Linked DNA regions of Hordeum vulgare: region 2 is linked to region 1. A link is a contact called in public Hi-C data. All regions are on one chromosome and are shown on one strand. The core of a region is the stretch at or near the end of the contact, and the rest is flanking DNA. Distances in the headings are between cores, read along the strand shown. Region 1 holds the start of LOC123403633 (allene oxide cyclase, chloroplastic-like). Region 2 holds the start of LOC123403683 (nuclear transcription factor Y subunit A-4-like).

Region 1 (3,011 bases), core at 405-2,904:
CATACCATGTTCCTTAATAATTGGAATGTTACTTTCGTGGAAATGCTGGGAAGCAGAGTCGTGAAAAATATTTTCTGCTTTCGCCACTACACCAGGGATGGCTGCCTGCATTAGTTTTTCCTCTTTGATTAAGAAAAGGACCATTTGTCCGACGACACGTTGGAGAGAGACAATGATTGTCAGACGTAGTTTTTCTTTTTGATAACGAGAGATGCCTGAATTTGTTGAGATAGTTTATGTGGATTGGTTTGTGTTGTCTGACTTAATCTCAGACAGATTTGTCGTATAGACACTACAGTCTTCATTTTTTAAGGGCGTTTTCTATAGATTATGGAGCTGTTGTCTAGAGATACGCAAATTCAAAGTCTTCATAATTATTTTTTAGTCATAGAACAACTTCCTCCGTTCAGAAATACTTGATGTATCCAGTCCGAAGTGAACTACTAGTAGTAGTAACAAATATGAATATTTTATTGGGAGAAGAATTCATATTTCCGTACAGCACTTGAAATTATTTTGAGCGTGGATTGCAACACACGGAGATTCATTCAACTTGCACGACTGCACGAGCAGTTGGTGTACATAACATAGCTAGGTAGAGTAGATCACAGGTACAGCTAGTCAGTGAAGTTGTTGAGGCATGCGTGTGGCTCGGTGGCCTTGGCGGCGGGCGTTGGCTCGACGGTGGGGGAAGGCGGGACGGGCGTGCAGAGCAGCTCCTTTGGCAGGTCCGGGATGCCCTTGAGGTAGAAAGTGTAGAAGATCTTGAAGGGGAAGACGATCTGGTTGAGCTTGACCTGCCCGTAGACGCCCTCGAAGACGCCGGAGCCTCCTGTGACGGCGAGGTAGGACTCCTCGTAGGTGAGGTAGGGCCCCTGCAGGCTGATGTGGCCGTAGTCGCCGAAGTACATGCTGTAGATGGCCTCGTAGCGGTCGCCGTTGCGCTCCGGCACGTGCTGGATCAGGATGCAGATCCCCGCCGTGATCCCGATCCGCTTGTCCAGGCTCCCGTTGTACACCTGCGCGCACCACGTCGACGCCGCCGGCAAACGACGATGAATCACTCAACGAAGCAGAGGAAGAGGGGCTGAACAGAGCAAGATTCACACCGGCTGGGGGTGACTTGACTGACCTTGTTGGTGAAGGGGACGAGGTCGCCGAGCGCGTTCTGGCTCTGGTTGGCGCTCAGCCGGAGGTAGGCGGGGCTCTCGCGGTCGCGCTCGTTGAGCTCGTACACGTGCAGCTCCTGCACCTTGCTCGGCCGCGCGTCCATGGCCACCGCAGGCTTGGGCGAGAAGAGCGACGCCCGCACGGGGCCGCCGCACCTCCTGCCCGAGCTGACGCTGACCCTGCCACCGAGCCCAGCCCTCGCGGCCCGCGAAGGGGTCAGCTTCGCCGAGACGGACGCGCCGGCCCTGACGGAGACGGAGGAGGGGGGCGCTGCCATGGCGGTGTTGCCTCTTGGTGGTGGTGGCGACGGCTAACCGACGATGATACTCTTGGATCCGATGTGCTTCCGATGTACTACGATGAGCTGGTACGCACCCTTAGCTCTATCTATATTTAAGCAGCAGCAGCAGGAGCACGCCGATTGAGTTGCCTTGGCCGGTTGCGTTAGGTGGTGCGTGTCGCGAGCTACTAGTGCGCCGTGCTTGTTGCTGGATCCATTCAACTTTATTATGGCATGGGTCCTCGTTCTCACTGTTCTAAGCACACCGACCAATAATTCACACGAGGCGAACGTGGTGGGCGACAGCGACACCGCGCTGCCCATCCAGTTCGTTTGCTTCTTGTTATATGAATCCGCAACCTGGAAATGCTCCGTTTTGAATCGTGCTATGCTACGTGTACGGCAATACTCGTAGTCTTGTACTACAACGAGGACCAGAATCCAGCCCCGCGTGCATACGAGTGGAAGCCGGTTGCGTGGTCGTAGGAAGACCAGACGGTAAATGCCGTGCGTGGAGCTGTTTTGTTTGGCCTTTAGCCGAAAGGAAGAACGAACGGCGATTTCGTTTCGGTTGACCCAGCAAACGTTTCGTTTTACCGGCAGCCCCTTCGACTTATTTGTTTTTCTATTTGGTTGTTGCTTTCACGATCGATCACTATGCGCAGTGTTACTATTCATGTGCAATTAGCATTTGCTTTCTTGTTTTTGAAGAGTCGGACTCGTTGGGCACGCCTGGCTTTTTTGTCGCGTTCCTTTGTTTCTCTACCTTCCACATGGATACAAATAATTTGGATCTACTCGTACCGCACCATGTGCCTATTACGATCGGTACCTAGAAAGTTGTTTTCTTGTGAGAAGAGTACTTCACAAACCAATACTAAATAAGGAAAAACGTGCTGATTTCATATCCACAATTTCGACTGGTCATAGCTATGGTATCTTAGCTGCTATTATGCACTCAGAAATAGCAAACACACTGATGTGATAGAGAATTTAAAAAAAAGGCCAGAGTAATATAAATAGATAATGTATTATATCAAATGATATATTACTTTATGGCATTGATGATAAGAAATTTTATATATATATATATATATATATATATATATATATATATATATGATATTATTTTATAATACTTTGTATTATAAATATAATGAGTATTATAAATATAATATCATATAATACTATAATACTCTACATTCATATTCTTTACACTAGTGGTTCACTCCGACTGGATGAGAATTAGAACAAGTCATGTTTTGGACGAATTGCCATGAGAGCAACTCCAACGGGTCGATCTAAACGGGCGACGAATTTGTCCGTTTTTTGTCTGTTTGGCCGTCCTGTTTTAGATTTGAGTCGGCGGTGCGCCAAACGCGTCGACTCATTTCATGTCCGCAATGAACATTTAAAAAAAAAGGCACGCGGTCGATCATGCCAGCGGCCATGTTTCATGCTAGCACCATGTCAGCGGCCATGTTTCATGCCAGCAACATGCGAGCCTAAAAAAATAGAACCACAGTCATGCTGGCGCACTCACCAGCCGTCCGGCACACAT
Region 2 (2,931 bases), core at 72-2,571, 300 kb after region 1:
TTGCAAAAACTTGTTCAAAAGACATACCATGGCCTGTGACCCATAGGCTGCCCAAACTCCAGAACCAGAATCACTGAATGGGTATGAAATGCAAGCCTGAACGATAAGCGGAAATAAGATATCAGTCACAAACCCCAGAACAAAAGAATATGACTGACTCTCTTTAATTTGGTGTTTCCTAACGAAGCTCGGTTCGCTCTGAGTGCTTACCATTGGTTGGCCATAGTCAGTGTTTTGACTTGTAAATACAGAATGCTTTTCCCCAAAAGTCAAAGTTGACCTCATAGAATCGTCAACCGATTTCCCAAAGGAGTCACCTGATGAAAGAGCGCGCTGTATTATTGCTGAATGCTAGATAACCAAATGAATCAACAGTAATGATCCTACAGATCCAGACCAGATAAAAAAAACATACCAGATAAATCAAGTTGTCAATCAGATTATTTACTCCCTCTGAACTAAAACCACGATAAGTATTTTGGAACGGGGAGAGTAATATACTAGCTTCTTGATATTTCTAATGGTAACCAAGGGAAGGTCTAGAACGACATCATAATGCTGTGTGTCCATGTCTTTTTCAGCTTTCACCAAGTGTCAGGAACAGCTAACATGCAATTTCTTCTTGAAAGCTATGCTATCACACTCTGCTTACTGAAATAAAAAGGCCAAAGTAAACAAACACAGGAACTGGTGGGCAAGCTAACTGTTTCTGCTAGCTCTAGTACTAAAAGAAATGAAGGGAGGGTCAATTATAAGCCGGCCAAGCGATAATTAATGGTGATGATGGCGTCCCAATTCCCAAGAACATGCATGTAGACGGAGCTGTCCACGGCGAAAAGTCAAGAACAGCTCCCAGCCCAAATTCACCATTCCATAATCCACAGCACATCAAATTAACAGAGCAACCGTGTGAGAGTGGGAGATCCTCAAGACCAGTCAACTGCATCCATGCCCACCGGCTGACATGCAAACCAAATCCACATAAATAGCATGCAAGATTCTCCCGGCCGCGAAGCACGAAAGAAAGATTCACGCTATGAGACCACAAAACCATCTAGCAAGACGACGTAGGAGGAGAGAAGCAGGCTACCAGCAAAGGATTACCGGCGCCATACATGGCGAAACGATCGAAAAGACCTAGGGGTAGGTAGATGGGAAAACCTTTGGGATCGTAGGAGGAAGACGAAGAGGGGAGAAGCATGGCTCCCACGCGCCTCCTCCCTCCCGTCCTCTCCTAGTCTCTCGGTGCCTCCGCCCCGGGAAGCTAAGCTTGCCTCCTCCGCCGTCCCTTTGCGCTCCCTCTCTGCCCCCCGCGCGCCCCCTCCTCGACCGCGTCACTCCACTTGGGCTACCCCTTTTATCCATTGTTCCAAGGAACACCCTCAGCTCTTACTATTTTATTGCCTCTCCGTGTGTCTGCATCTGTTGCGCCATTTGCACTATTGCATTATGCTGCCCAAGTGGGAGAGAACATTGGCAATAGAATAATGCAAATGGTTTGGCTTACCCCACAGCAAATTCCAAGTCTGCAATGTGCATGAGCTAAATTTTGTTCCAATGTGCATGAGCTGGGTTTTTTAATGGATGACAAGGGAGTGGTTTTACAGTTTAAACCTATGGAGGAAACCAATGTGTTCCCTAGTTCTAGATTACGGGCATATACTATAACATCGTCGAGGACAGGTTAAACCATGATAGAGACAGACATTATCATGACCTTGTGTGCTTGTTGCAACATGTTATTGATTTGCTCGAGAGAAAGTATTGAATGAATTTGTAACCGTGCAAGTTGATGCTAGTGACAACTTAGTGGCGTAGAGACTTTTACTGTCTACTTTACTTTTTACAAAAGTTGTGTATGGATTATATTTTTTTATGAAGGAGAGCGCAATGCTTTTATAGTTTAACTCAAGGAGGGGACCAATTCTTGGGTATGTACAAATGTCATAGTTATTCGCGAAGGTCGGTAGGTTAAACGGTGATAGTGACAGACATTATCATCACGATTTATGATTTCATTGGTTGTTGTTATAGAATTTTGGTTTCCTCAAGTATAAAGTGACATGTAAATTGATAACTGTGCAAGTTGATATGAGTGATAATGTAGCGGCGTGAATATATCTTGATGTTTAATATATTTCTTTGTTTACGAAGACTGGCATAAAAACGCAATGACCAAGGCTAACAATATCATGACCATGCATGATTTGATTGGTTATGAAAACAAATATTTTTTGTCACTGTTTTGTTTAAGAGAAATAACAGGTAAGTTGTTGACAATGCAACTTGATGCAAGTGAAAGCATAGTAGCGTAATGGGTTTTACAATGTGTTTTTTTTATGAGTACTGCTCGTAGTAGAGACAAGGCATGTGCGACCTTCTACTCAATGAACCATGCGCCATATAGAAAACACTTAACATCATGTCAGCTTTTATAATTTTGCATTGTTAACTTGTTGCAAATTAGAAAATCAAATGTGTATATCTTTACTTACACGGCTGTCTGAATCATATCACATACTACTTGATCGATAAAATTATTTTTTGACTATATCAACGGTCAGGAAACAAGATAGCCACCTAATATCCCTTTTGCCACAAAAGAGAAAGAGAAGTGGTCCAAGTGCATGTACCCATAGCAAGAAGCATTGTGGATGTCATGCATGCCACTCATCGTAACCAAAGAGGCAGAATATATATATATATATGCACTAAACACCATGACTTGCCAAAAATTCTTGTTGGCAACGTCAAGCCATGGCCCACCCGTGACCCGGCTACCATTCATGAAGTCACCGTTGCTCAGGGCCTGTGTTTGCGCATCCAATGCGGCTGCCTGATGGGGCCCGAGAAGGTCCTTCGTTGGCCGGTGTAGGCAGGTCTGCATTATTTATAAGTACGGGGGATTGCTGTGCTGTGCATTGTCTCGCT

What was found. Hi-C and Micro-C count contacts between places; a contact is called where the count stands out from the background.
Region 2: a contact with region 1 is called in a Hi-C map of seedling, with 9 times the contacts expected there. The contact joins the promoter of LOC123403683 here to the promoter of LOC123403633 in region 1. A contact is called at or near these places in 2 of 6 Hi-C or Micro-C datasets (leaf and seedling) and 1 of 1 datasets of contacts at active chromatin or transcription factors (embryo).

Annotation. Positions count from the first base shown.
Region 1 is chr6H:525,912,932-525,915,942 of MorexV3_pseudomolecules_assembly, forward strand. It overlaps LOC123403633 (allene oxide cyclase, chloroplastic-like), which reads right to left and starts at 1,655. Exons shown (of 2, transcript XM_045097556.1): 1 at 1,133-1,655; 2 at 451-1,019. The coding sequence starts at 1,447. The coding sequence ends at 618.
Region 2 is chr6H:526,217,959-526,220,889 of MorexV3_pseudomolecules_assembly, forward strand. It overlaps LOC123403683 (nuclear transcription factor Y subunit A-4-like), which reads right to left and starts at 1,322. Exons shown (of 5, transcript XM_045097597.1): 1 at 1,162-1,322; 2 at 211-317; 3 at 28-96. The coding sequence starts at 1,201.